Linked DNA regions of Mus musculus: region 1 is linked to region 2. The links are chromatin contacts, called in public HiChIP or PLAC-seq maps. All regions are on one chromosome and are shown on one strand. Each heading gives the region's core, a stretch centred on a gene start, on an enhancer-like site or on the middle of the called end of the contact. The rest is flanking DNA. Distances are from core to core; before and after follow the strand shown.

Region 1 (6,653 bases), core at 1,103-3,602, 65 kb before region 2:
GAAACTTCCCGTACTCAAATGGGTCATTTTTTTAGGACTTGCTTTTCATCTGTTGGCAGTTCCTTTCAAGAAACAAAGTATGATGTGTCCAATGCTCACTCTTGACTGCCCTGTCTCACCCTCTTTCTTTCTCTTTCCTCTTAAGGTAGACATGTTTCTCCCAGAACTTACAGAGTACAACACTGCTGTAGCCAGCAGAAACAATCCAGCAGATAGGGAGTCCTCAGTGTTTTGAGAAGTAACTGACTGGGCAAAACATGGGAAGAGAGGCTCCGGAGCTGAGAGCCGTTTTCCTCACTGAGGCCATCTGCTAAAAAGAACTTACATAATAGTCGTTTGAATTATTGTAGCCCTTGGAAAAACTGCAAAAAAGCTATGTCTGGAATTTGGGTATTAACAAAAAATGTGTGCATGGTTTTGCTTTAAGTTGGACATGTTAATTATGTTAAATCTTTTACAAAACAACTTTTCACCTAATATGAAGAAGTAAATTTAAGAAACTCAGGGGCTTCTGTTGTGAAGTGGGAAATTATTCTTTTTTAATTAAATTCTGCATTTTAATGTAAGGAACTTACGATCTTGTTGTTTATTATCAGTCTATCAGTCTATTCCCAGACATATGGAAAAATCCACATTGGCAAAAATTTGTCTGAATTTTAGATTCACTTCTGTGGACCCATCACCTGAGGACAATGGCTGACATATTAATAGATGCCTACTACCTATTTGTTGAATGATGAGTGAATAAATAAATGAATGAATGCTTAGTATTATTTACCAGTGCTAATAGTGTTTCTAAAACAATAAAGATACTCTGAGATGCCAGATCCAGCTAGTATTACAGTTAAGTGCACTAATGTTTGTAAGTCTTCATTTGCATATGCTAATGAATGGATGTGGTTTTGATTCCTGTCTCAGGCAGAGTATTTGCTGTATAGAGAAGTTGAAATAAGTAGAATAGAAAGGTCATAAACAAGAATTTCATAAAATATTGTTGCATTTAGTCAATTAAGTGGGTTACAAAAAGCTTGATTTAATACTAAATGCTATATACCTTTAAGAATATAGTCATAAGGCAAGGCATGGTGGCATATACTCTTAATCCTAGCAGTCTGGAGGCTAAGGCATGAATATCTTTATGATTTTGAGACTGATATGATCTACATAGTGAGTTCTAGGCTAGCCAGAAACCCTGAGACCCTGCCAACAGATAGGTAGATATTGATAGATAGATAGATAGATAGATAGATAGATAGATAGATAGATTCATTCATAGGTAGATTCATAGAATATAGACAGACAGACAGAGGGAGCGAGCCATACTGTAGTTTGTGTCAGTTTGTAGAGTAGCAACTGGTGGTTAAACTAAATCCACAGAGAAATCATTCAAATTCCTCCATCTTGATATTTTTCAAGGGCTTCCCACATAGTGAGAATGAGAATGGACTCTATAGGCCCATACGTTTGAAGGCTCGGTCTTTAGTTGGTGGAACTGTTTGGGAAGGTTAGGAGGTGCAGTCTTGTTGTAGGAGGTGTGACCCTGGGAGAATTGAGGTTCAAAAAGCCCACTCCAGCTTAGTCTCATTCACTCTGCTGCCATCTTGTGGATTTGATGTGAGCTCCTAGCTCCAGCTCCAGAGCCAGGCCTGCCAGCTACCATGCTCCCAAACGTGATGCTCATGGACTAACCCTCTGGAACTAAGTAAGCCCCCAATCAGATGCTTTATTTTATAAATTACCTTGGTTATGGTGTCTACTTACAGCAATCGAACAGTAATTAAGACTGGTCCATTGATAGTTTTATGAATACGTGCTTCTTTAATAGTAGCTACAAGCAACAGAATAGCTGGAGTTTTTTAAGTTAAAGGGTGTTCTAAGTACTTGGGTATTGTTTTTATTCTCCAGAATAGTGCTGTTTGAAAGGACAGTTTTTTATGCCATACTGAGCTTGGCCTCATTTCAGTGAAGGGACTTCAGAAACGTTGCAGTTCTGGGAAACACGTTTTCAAGTAAAATAACTGGAAACGCATAGCCTATATTAAATTTTATTGTAATGTCTCTATGATAACTTGGGTTTAGAAATAAGTCTCTGTGCAATTGGCTGGTTTGTTCGGAAGCTGCGTAGTATTTGCTCAATGAAAGGCAGTTAGCCCTGCCTCCCCAGTTCCACTGCATAAGCAAAGAAAGAAAAGAGGCTCAGGCCTGAAGCGCAGCCTCCCACCAACTAGATCTCCCTGGATGTGCCTTTTGCATCCATGTGCTCTGATTTTCTTAGTTCTCCTTGCAGGGTAGTCACAAGCTAAATGTAGGTGAGTCCAAAGGCCGGTAAAGAACAATCCCTAAAGCCGTCTTTACTTTCTCTTTCATTTGTTTGGTTCTGCTGTTTGAGCAGACTGGCCTCTGAATGAGCTGCCTTCCCTGGGCTCCCAAGCATGTTCCCCCCTTCCTGCTCATCAGAGGCCCTGGCCAGGGATTTAGCAAACATTTTCCAGCTTTGTCATTTCAGAGACAGTAAAAAATTTTATAACATTGGCATTGTATTGGCTCATTAATGTTCTTTATTTTTGCTAATGAAAAACTTAAAAAACAACAACAACAACTCATGTTAAGCATCGTGTCACAAAAGGAAGGCTGAGGCTGTTTAATAACTGAAGGAGAGTGTGGCCGGTAAGCTGACTCCCTCAGTGTGGTCTCCTACTGGATGTCAGAAGGCTGGGCTGGTGCTGAGGAGAAGTTCTTCCCAAATGAAGAAAGACCGTTCCCTCCTTTGTGATGAGAGCAACACTACCCTATTCCCAAGGTACCCCCCCTTCTCTCAGCAGCCCTCGTGGTGGGCACAGGCTGAGACCAAGCATCCATCTTTCCTGTTTCCCAGGGAGAAGAGGGGGCCTCAACCCTCCTAACAAGCTAGCTCAGCTGTTACCATTTAGGGGCCTAGTCTGTGGTGAGCCCAGAGCTTGGAGTCCTAAATGCCCATAAATTCAAGAGTCTGTTTTTAAACATGGGTAATGGAAAAAGACACACTGGAGAATAGGAGGGAAGGTGTGAAGGCCACTCAGTGTAGCAAATCAAATGAGCTTCTGACGACGCAGTGGAACCCGAGGTAAGGAGAGCAGTGAATTATGTGGCTTATGCAGGTCTACCACGATCCTCGATGGTAGCCAACCAGTGAGTGGCTTGCTTCCATCCCCAGCCCTCGTGGCTCCAGCAATACTTAATTTGGGTTCTAGTCGGTTAAAAGCCTTTAGTAAGAGACAACTGGGTCTGGAGTTCTGGATTAGGGGCCAATGTTGTCTTTAAACTCTGGCCAGTTTCCATAAGAAATACTCTTTTTACAAATCCTCAAATGGTAAAACGCAGATGCTTCCTGACAGCTAGGATAAAGTTTGCAAACTTGAAAAGAACAAAAGCAGCCTGTGCAAGTTATTTCAGTAGTGACATAGTGATGTCCTCATTGGCTGGCTACTGGCTCCTTACTCTGAGGAATTTACAAGGAATGTATTCAGCAGACAGTTCAGGTGCACATGGTAGGGCACTTCAGGGATTTTGGTAGAAAGGACCCAATAGAAATTCACACAGCCAGGAACTGTCGATTTGAAGCCTAAATATTTTGCTAAGAATTATAGCAGCTGTAGTGGACTCTCTTCCTCTTCTTCTTGTGTTCATCTATTTGGAGACTGTTCTCTAGGCCCTAGGGTCTAGAGGTGGTCATGAAAGGCAGGCTGCCTGTTCTAGCTCTTCATGGCAGACTTAGAGCAGGTCTAGTTTAGGTTCTGCACTTTAGAAAAACAATCTTTTTATAGTTTTCCCAACCTTGTGTCATCTTTTTCCTTAGATTCATGTTAAGCTACTCTCTGCTGTTAGAACCAAGACAAGGTTATAAGCCTGAAGTCAGGCCTAGCAAGGTCTCTAGGGTGCAGTAATCTATGGCCCAGCCTGTCAGGGCTACTCACTTGTCTTAATGTAATTATTACTAGCACCCCTTCCCAGTCTAAGAGCTTGGATGACGAAGTGCATGGCTATCCCACTGACTGACAGGGTTGACTATGTGACTGACAGAATCCCCACACTTACCCAGATCTTTTTTTTTTTTATTAATTAGGTATTTTCTTCATTTATATTTCCAATGCTACCCCATAAGTCCCCCAAACCCTCCCCCGGCTCCCCTCCCCCCCCCCACTACCACTTCTTGGCCCTGGCATTCCCCCGTACTGAGGCATATAAAGTTAGCAAGACCAATGGGCCTCTCTTTTCATTGATGGCCGACTAGGCCATCTTCTGATACATATGCAGCTAGACACACGAGCTCAGGGGGTACTGGTTAGTTCATAATGTTGTTCCACCTATAGGGTTGCAGACCCCTTTAGCTCCTTGGGTACTTTCTCTAGCTCCTCCATTGGGAGCCCTGTGATCCATCCAATAGTTGACTGTGAGCATCCACTTCTGTGTTTGCTAGGCCCCAGCATAGTCTCACAAGAGACAGCTATATCTGGGTCCTTTCAGCAAAATCTTGCTAGTGTATGCAATGGTGTCAGCATTTGGAGGCTGATTATGGGATGGATCCCCGCTACCCAGATCTTCTTGATGGAGTTTAGTGTGCAGTCACAATAACAGCAATGCACACTTGAATAACAAACCTCCCCCCATATCTCTTCTAGACCAGAGGCCAGAACAGAAGTTGTTCTAGATCTTAGAGTTTCTGAAACATGGCCAAAGACATGTCTATTTTGCAGCAATCTAATGCCTGGTGCCACAAAGACAAACAAACACATTACCGTGCCAGAAGTGCAAGGCGAGGTTGAGGGCATACTTTTAGAGTCTGAATGTTCTTGACTAGTGATGTAGAGTAAGGTTTTTTATCCTTTAGTGATAATGTGGCCAGTGCAAATAGGATATACCTCTTCACAGTATTGTATTGTGAGTCACTAGGAACACACTCAAAATTCAGCACTGGGTTTCTACTGAATGTTTATTGCCTTTGCACCATCTGAAAATTAAACCTCTGTAAATGGAAGACTATCCGCAGAATTCTAAGCCTATGATTGGCCTCTTTGTTTATTTTCAAGAGCTATTTTTATTCTGTGTATGGATATCTAAATATCCATAGAAGCCAGAAGATGTTGGAACCCTTGGAACTGGAGTTATATACAGCTGTTAGCTACCATGTGGGTACTAGGAACTAAACCTGATTCCTCTGGAATAGTAGTCACTGCTCTTAAACACTGAGTCGTCTCTCTAGCCATCACCCCCTTTAAATTTATGCGTATATCTAGGTGTATGTATGCAGAAGTGTACAAGAGCACTGGACCCCCTTGAGCTTATTTCAGGCAGCTGTGAGCCACCTAATGTGGATGCTGGGAACCAAAGTCCAGGTCTTTTCCCAGGTCCCTTAGCCACTGAGCATGTCTCTAGCCTCGCATTACCCACATGGCCATCTTAGCCAGTCTTTAGCAAGCATGTGGCTTTCCAATTTGAGAAAGTTTGTTTTCAAATAACAAGTTGAAAATTTGTTTGTACATCGAGAAAGTAGTACAGATCTGGACTTAAAGTCAGGCTTGGGTTTGAAACTTAGCCATGTAGGGTAAGACAGGCCAGTTGGCTTTTTCCAGGTTTCTTGTCTGATTATTGAGAATCCCCCACATCTTTTTCTTATAGTGATTCTTGTAAAGATTTTGGCATAGTATTGCTGAACAAAACCTGTTAGATAGACTAAGATGCTTCTATTACTCAGAGCTCTAAGGGGAAAATAATGTTAAGTGGATTAAGAATGAGAACTAATGTCTTACAACAGCATCACTAGTAAATGGCATTTCTTTAACAAAGAAATGATGAATTAGGTACCCCCCCCCCAAGAGCCAGGAAAGGAGGTCAAACAAAAACATCCCTGGGCATCTGAAGTATCAAGCACTCGTGATTCTTGAGAGATGAAGTCAAGGCAGTGATTATAGGAAGGTGATATGGGATAACACCATTGCTGCCATGGTTTTCTGGCCAAGAGAAGTGTTGGGGCTGTTGCTAGAGTCACTGATTCCCTGTGGTTCAGGTAGATGCTTTAGGCAGCAGTTGTTCAGGAAATAGGGAACTTTGACCACTACCTCCTACCTTTCCCTAACTTCTCGGGACCTTTTAGAGCCTCTTTACATGATAGCAATAGTGTTTCTCCAATAATGCAAATGCCACCTTTTCCTTCTGTTGGGAAGTCTGGGCTAATTTTTCACCAGCTCATATCCTCTCCTGCCTCAGTTTCATCAGCCATAAAACGGGGCGCGCTGGTAGGCGAAGCCTGAGTGAGCACACCAGTGCACACGTAGGTCCCGATGTATGTTGGATCACAGTCCATTCTTTCACCAGGCCCCCTGCCCTCCCTCTGACGGGACTGTTCTCAGTGTGTTTTTGCCAATTTTTCCAGCAGCAGTTTCTCTGTTGCTCTAGAATCCCTACCATGCTGTTTCCGCTTCTTGGACCCCTCTTTTATGGGATTGCTTAACTCTTCTTTAAGTAGAAAAACTTAAATGCCATCTCTATGAAAAGACTTTCCTAATTCTGCAGATCTTGGTTGGCATAGTACGCATCCTTTAGTGTGGCATTTGTCAGTAGTGTCTGTCACTTCATGTACTTAATCTGTCTGTAACATTAATCACATAGGGTGGCCA
Region 2 (6,899 bases), core at 861-3,360:
CATGATCTCAAGGACTGACACAAAACCAAAACCTTTGCCTTTGGGTTCACAAGCATCTTCATCTAACTCTCTCTGTGTAAATCTGTCTTTGCAGTTGCGACTAATAGCAAAGACAAAGTGTTCAAGCCACCCGGCGCTGCTCTCACTCAGTGCTGCAGCCTCCTGCATCTGACCCTCAGTGTGGGAAGAGTGATAGGGAAGAACAAAGCGAGGGCTCCTGCCCCTTTGGACTCACCCAGTGGCCTAGAATAATGGTTTCCATTTCACTCTTTTCATTTATGGCCCTTCATAGAGTCTCCCAGGGAGCTCAGAAAACCACAAATGCTTATCTCCAGTGTGTAGCAACTCTGGTGTGTGAAGGATGACACACATCCCAGGGGTCCCTTTCCACGCATCTCAGGTAACTTCTGGAAGCGTCTCAGAACCCCGAGGATACCCTGTAACTTGAGTGATGCTGCTGCACCGTCCTGGGAAGAACATGGAGACTTTGACTCCTTCCCTCGCCAGTGCTGGTGCTAACATCAAGTCACTCCTGGGCTCTCAGTGACCCCAGAATGGCATGGTAGGCAAAGCCATTTTAGGGTACCTCTTAAAAAATATCTGTTCCTAAAAGATATGCATGAATAGTTATTTTCCTTTCCAGAATAAATTAATTTACTAAAATTGTAGACAAAACTCCAGAATATTCAGATAAACTGAGCTTCCCCGCTGTGACATTTTAGAAGGCTGGTAGTGTGAAGATCGTCTACAATTCCTGATTCACTTCTACACTCTCAGAAACTACTGTAAAAAAAAAATCTACTGGTATAGACTGTTTCTCAAAATACAAGTGTCCACACATCAGAAGCCAGAAGTCTGCATTTTTTTACTTAGACCCATTGCTGACGCTGAGAGCCCAGAGTGACAGATGCAGGTAACTAGCGCCTCCCAGGTTACTGACCTGTAGGGAATTAAATAAAAACTAGTATAACCAAACCTGGGTAGTTTGGTGGAGAAGCAGAGAAGAGAAAAATGGAAAAGATGATAGGCAGAAGCCTCAGAGACCTCCTGAGACCCAGAGAAGCAATGCAGAGCCCCTCCTGTCTAACTGGAAATCAGGGCTTCCCGCTCTAGCCAGGGCTGGAGAGAAAGCCACAGTGCAAGAAAAGTTACAGTGTTGCCCTCGCATCCAGCAGGTTCCATCACATGTTTCCTGCACCAGCACTATCATGTCATCTGCTTGTACTTGGCTTTCTAGTATCCTGACCCAGCCGTTGTGTGTTTTAGCTCTGGCCCCTGAAACGACACTTTTAAGACCCCTCAAGTGCTGTACCCTGAATAACAACTGATTTCTTGATCTAACAATTAGGCCCTCGATTACAGATTGTTTTTCTTCTGGATTCATGATCATTTTAAGATGCTAATGCATGGTAAGGAAATGCCAAAGACTACTTTTCATAATCTAAAATGTATTAAACGTCATATTGCAGCTGATGGTAGGCTTGCAAAGAGGGTGTGGCTTGGAGAAGTGGAAATTAGGCGAGGGATTTCCTGCACAGCCAAATGATCCAAATTCTTCTTCCACCCCTTGGAAGACCAGTGAGGCCTCAAAATAGAAACAAAGCCCCTGGGGCTGGCTTCACTCATCCTGCTGGAGTATTAACTGCTGACATGTGTTTTTAGGAAAATCGTTGCTAATGGAAACAGCTTCAGGCAAGCGGCAACGCCCAGGGTTCTCATGTGACCCTTGCCGTTCTGGGAGAACGTGACTTTACCAAGAGTCAGCCATATGTTTCAGTCAAGTTCAAGGAATTATTTTTGCTGGCCTGAGACCAGAACTGTGAAATAAATAGCAGGCATAATTAATTTTTAAGATGCGGTCAACATTATAAAGTGGGAATAAAAAAGCAGATAATAGCTACTCAAATCTGGCAGCCATGTACAAAACAAATTATAATCCATACCTAAGTCATGGTTTGTGCTTCAGATTATTTGATTTTTCCAATGGAAATGTGTCACCGAGCTCCTTCTTCTAAAGAAGGCTGCAAATGAAGGGCTTGATATGCAGGAGAGCAACAGCCGTTAACACGGTACACACTCACTGGAGGCCCAGGCGCTGAGCCACGGGTTTTGCTGAGCTGGAGTCAGACTAAGAACAATTTGGGTTTAGGGAAGACAAGTGTGGTGCCAGCAGCACGCTGGGCACATGGCTTGCATTCCTTATTGCCAAAGTGTTTGGAAAGATTCCGTCCCCTTTGCAGCATTCAGTGAGAGCTAAACAGTATCAGGCCATTGCACTCTGCCCAGTGGGGCAATAACTTTCTTGCTAAACTGTCTGTAGAGGATGTGTTTCCATAGTTCCTGAGAAGCCGTATGTGGAACTGGAGTGGATGTTATACGCCAAGGGGACATGTGGCACTTAGCAATTTCCACATCAGCATTGTGTTGTGTCATAGGAACTGAAGGAAGTGTGACAATCAGAAGACACATGGCACTGTGCATGTCTATTCCCAGCTAAAATCTGAGTTTACCATGACAGAACAATGGGTGAGATGGTTGAGGCTGCTGCAGGGTGGCCCCTGGGCTCTGTGTGGACAAAAGGCTCAGGAGCTTACCCCAGAAGACAATGAGCAGCACTGTCCAAGCATCAAGCACAGTTCCCTTACAGGGAAGCAATCGACACTCTGCACAGGATGGCTGATTGGACAATCACTGAGAAAACATTGAGCCCACACCACTTAGGATTTATACACTCGTGAAATTAACGTGGTGTTCCGTTGAGAGAGATTGACTCCCTAGTGGAGATCGTTTGTGGAGGAAGTCATGAAGTGGGGCTCGAGGTGTCAGGGAAGAGGGAGTGTCTTATATCTCCCTGCTCTGTCACCAAGAGGCACATCTGGGCCTCATTAGCTGTCAGTATGCAGCCTCCAGCTCTGGCCCAGGCATCCAGGCAGTTTTGCTTTCCCTGAGTGGTTTCTCACAATCTAAGGCCTTTCTGCCAGTCATCTAGGATATGGCCACCCAGGAAATGCCATTTGAACCATCACAGAGCAGAACGATGCTCTAACCTCTGAATAGGCTAGGCAGTCCAAATATGGGTGTTAAGAACATCTGTATTCCAATAGGGCTCACTTGATACCATGTCCTTCTAAAGGAAGGATGTTCAACGTGTATCTGAGATTACCCAGCGTGTTCTGAGAGCCCTGGTCTTCTGTGGATGTGGTTCCATTAGCCTAGGAAAATCCAGGAGTGAGGCAAGAAGGTAACAGTGTTAAACAGGTCTAGTGTGCCAACATGAAAGAACATGCCTCTCTGGATGTGATACCCAGTGGACATCTGTGCCCCTGAAATTACTGAATCTAACAGCACTTCTTTATCTCTATTCCTCGGGACTTCAGTATCCTTGAAAGAACCAAGGTAGGGCTGAGGCGGTTCATGCCAGCAACCCCAACAGTCAGACAGAAGCAGAAGGCCAGCCTGGGCTACATAGTGAGGCCCTTTCTCAAGCATACATTTCAGGCTTCTGGCCTAGCTACTCTATAGCTTGTCACAGCAGAGATGAGAAGGGTGTGGATTCTGTCTTGTTCCTGATCATTAATTAGTATGTTCCATAGTGGTGTGGCATTTCATCCTGCAGCTACCGTTGCCATCCCTTGTGGTTGGAAATACAATACCTTTGATTATCCCTCCGATTTTACAAAGTCGGTGCTTTGACTCTGGCCTTCAGCTGAGGCCTGAATTTACCAGCCGTGGATACTGGAGAAATCATTTAACCTCTGTCTCCTCATATTCAGTGGGCAGAAGATAGAAGGAGGCGTGTCATAGGAGACAACACAATTAAGCCCTGGTCAGGATGGCTGGCGCTAATCAGTCAGTGCTCAACTGAGACAGTGCTACTTCTGCTGTCACAAAGCATGGTCCTCAGATGTCCCTCTCAGGCACCCCTTAGAGTAAGAAGTCCCCTTGCTTTGAACAGTTCAAGGCATTCGTGCCTACAGATGGGTAGCACTGTGTAATCTGTGTGGAGGGGCTCTTCACAAAGCTCTTCAGCTCTGTTCAAGAAGGAAAAAGGTTAAAGGACTAGGCTCCCTACTCTGTGACACTGAGCTTTGTGAACAGGACTTGTACGCAGTTATTGCCTGTTGTCTTAGTCATTATAGAGGAAAGGACCAGGCACAGATACTCAGCGCCTCTGAATGACAGCACTATAGCAGGTGTTTGTTCATTGTGACCTGAGCCTGCAGGCCAGGAAGCAGATGGTGGTGGCTCAGTTTTTCACATGAAATGATTTAGTCAAAGTAAGAAAGCAAGTTAGGTAATCAAGCTGAAACTTGAATTCAGATCTGAGGCCAGATTTCCTGGAAAGCTGAGTTATGTGTAGCCCCTTTCCCCTCCCCCACCCCTCACTGCACTAGCATCCTCCTGTGGGCCATGCTTAAGCTAGCATAAATTTCAGATGCGGCTAATTCTTCCTGCTGGACAGGCCATAAGTAAGATGCATCATAATTAGCTATGTCTGATTGCCCTCCTGTTGTCCTGAGCTGTAGCCCCTAATTGTATAGTAGTGGGGGTTTCTCTATGGTGAGTTTTATCATTTTGACAGTTTGCTAATAAAAGGTCAGCACAGGTACAGAGCACTCTGATTTACATATGGCAAGTAAAGGAGCATTATGGGAAGTCAGCGGCTAAGGTAGGCCTGCACATTTGTTGCTATTGACACACATGCTGGGACTCCATAATTGACAAGAAATACTATTATTAAGCAGGTCTGTTGAGATAATTAGCACTCAGGGTTGCATTTTTAATCGGACTTGAGTCAGATAATTTATCACAGCAGTAGCAAGCTGTCAGGGTCACACAATAAATACTCATTAAGGCTGAATAAAGATTAACTGCAGGCTGAAAGAAAATTAGGCCAAGTAGTAACATTTGATTTCAATATTTACAGTGCTAATTTAGACTGATATTGGCAAAAAGATCAGATTCTCAAATGGAGCTCATTTGTGAGGGAAGAAGAGAGGGATGCTGTTGAGATGCCTGGGTAGGGCCTTCCTAAAGCTTAAAACTGTTCCCAGCTGATTGCCCAAAATATTCATTTTGAAAGGCTCATTTGGTGCTGCTGTTCTATGGGCTGTAGTGCCTCTGCATTAATAAGATGAAAACTCCAAACAGGAGAATCATGCATCTTGAAGGCATGCCTAATTTGTTAACATTAGATACTGCACTTTTAATTTAATGCAACTCACTTGTCTTTGGTTCATACACGGGCAGTTTATAGCACTTCAAGTTAATTAAAAACACCTACCATTAAAACATGCACCATCCTTAAAGCAAAAAGGAAGTCATTTCAGGCCACTATATTACCAGGCAAGACATTTATGTACTTGCTTATAATTTACAGTATAGTGAAGATTGGGAACCAAATGAGAACATTAGTATTTATGAATACAGTAAATTCTGTTGACAAAACTAGCGTAAAAGGTCAGAGACAGAATCCACAGTAAATGTGCAGTTTGTTTATCAGACTGAGAGGCTTAGATTTGAATAGTAAATTAGTTTCAAGGGCTGCTGCATTGGTATAAAACCCTCCTGAAAACCCAAGACCCTTGTGTGCACCCAGGCACCTGAATAACCCACCCCAGCTCCAGCAGACAGCAGCTCTCAGGGGCTGCGTTTGGCTTCATACTGTTTTTGCTGGAAGAATTTAGAGCAGCTTACCATCCTCATCAGAGAGATCTGTTAAAGCCTAATTGTGCTGTGGTCACTAAGGCTTCTCATAAGACACTGCCTCTCTCTCTCTCTGTGTGTGTGTGTGTGTGTGTGTGTGTGTGTGTGTGTGTGTGTGTGTGTGTGTGTTGCTGAGTGGGAATAAAGGTAGAGGAGCGCAGCTGAACGTTCAGTAATGAGCAGCAGGAGTCTGACAGTAGGGAAGGCACTGACAGCACCCTCCCTCCCACCCAGGATCCTGTGAGGCTTCTGAGAGCCTTTGCAGCCTTGCATAGCCATGGGCAAATGCTGTGGCTTTTCTCACAAGCCCTTCCACAGGGCCCAGAAATGAGCACGAGGAGGTCTTTGTGTTTGGGCCTGCTTTGAATGGCATGGCAGAGCTGGTACTGCATCTATAGGGATTAGGTACGTGGGAGCCACATGGCAGGAGGCAGGTTCCCATCTTCCCAGGAACCCAGTGACAGTGTACTGCTCTGTGTGATGCCGGGCCACTATAAACCGCAGTTGGAAACTGTTCCATGCCAAGGGAAATCACAGGCAATGTTGATTGATGCCTTCTCTACAGGCGGTGCAGACCTGGCTGGGAACTCAATGCTCAGGAAGGGGAGCCTGCCAGTGAGTAGGTACCTTGGAAGCCCCTTCCAGTGGTTGGTATCACTACTCCTGGTGGCATTTGCCCTGGGGCCCTTGGCTTGTCCCACCTCTGAGAGACCGCTTACTCCTTATCTACACTAGTCGGCAAGTGCTGCAGTTGCTTGGAAATGGATGTGGGAAAGAAAATGAACTGAGTTGTGAGTAATGAACTGTCTGCCAGGACGGCCATTTCTAGGGCCTTTTCTCCAGGACCACAGGGTCTCACTTTGGTTCAATACTCCTGGAGTTGGTCCTGAAGAATGAAATAAGGCTTGTGATCTCCCCTGAAAAGCATAGGACCTTTCCCCTCCCTCAGCCCTGGGGCTGTTTCTCACAGGTTGTCTCTTCCCCACCTTCCTTGTTCCCACCACACTGGTGTGGCTCCCTGTCAGTTTACCCTTGCAAAGCCAGGTAGACTCGATGGAGGTGTTCTTCCTGGAACCCCTTCCAGCAGTGAGTGCCTGTTAACCAGATGGCTCCCTAGCCCCAGGCCCCAGGGCCCAGTTTAATTTTAGTCTTTTGTTGGTGTGTCTTAGAGCATCAGCCTAGCCAGCTGCCCC

What was found. HiChIP or PLAC-seq counts read pairs in DNA pulled down with a chosen protein or histone mark.
Region 1: an H3K4me3 HiChIP or PLAC-seq map of the SCID.adh cell line shows a contact between it and region 2, with 13 read pairs. The contact joins two enhancer-like sites. A contact is called at or near these places in 1 of 39 promoter capture datasets (hippocampal neurons), 31 of 484 Hi-C or Micro-C datasets (B cells, the C10 cell line, the C2C12 cell line and 20 more) and 6 of 115 datasets of contacts at active chromatin or transcription factors (the 230-238 cell line, the SCID.adh cell line, embryonic forebrain and 3 more).

Annotation. Positions count from the first base shown.
Region 1 is chr6:52,922,085-52,928,737 of GRCm38.p6, reverse strand. The region is part of intron 1 of Jazf1 (JAZF zinc finger 1); the gene reads left to right. Among named protein-coding and RNA genes, the nearest start is that of Gm33219, 51 kb to the left of the region's middle. Within about 2 kb of position 2,352, at least 14 of the 459 cell types and tissues checked have an H3K27ac peak or open chromatin away from gene starts, as enhancers often do. A contact at or near this core is called in the SCID.adh cell line and uterus, where this site is marked.
Region 2 is chr6:52,856,887-52,863,785 of GRCm38.p6, reverse strand. The region is part of intron 2 of Jazf1 (JAZF zinc finger 1); the gene reads left to right. Among named protein-coding and RNA genes, the nearest start is that of Gm52903, 6.1 kb to the left of the region's middle. Within about 2 kb of position 2,110, at least 87 of the 459 cell types and tissues checked have an H3K27ac peak or open chromatin away from gene starts, as enhancers often do. A contact at or near this core is called in the SCID.adh cell line and uterus, where this site is marked.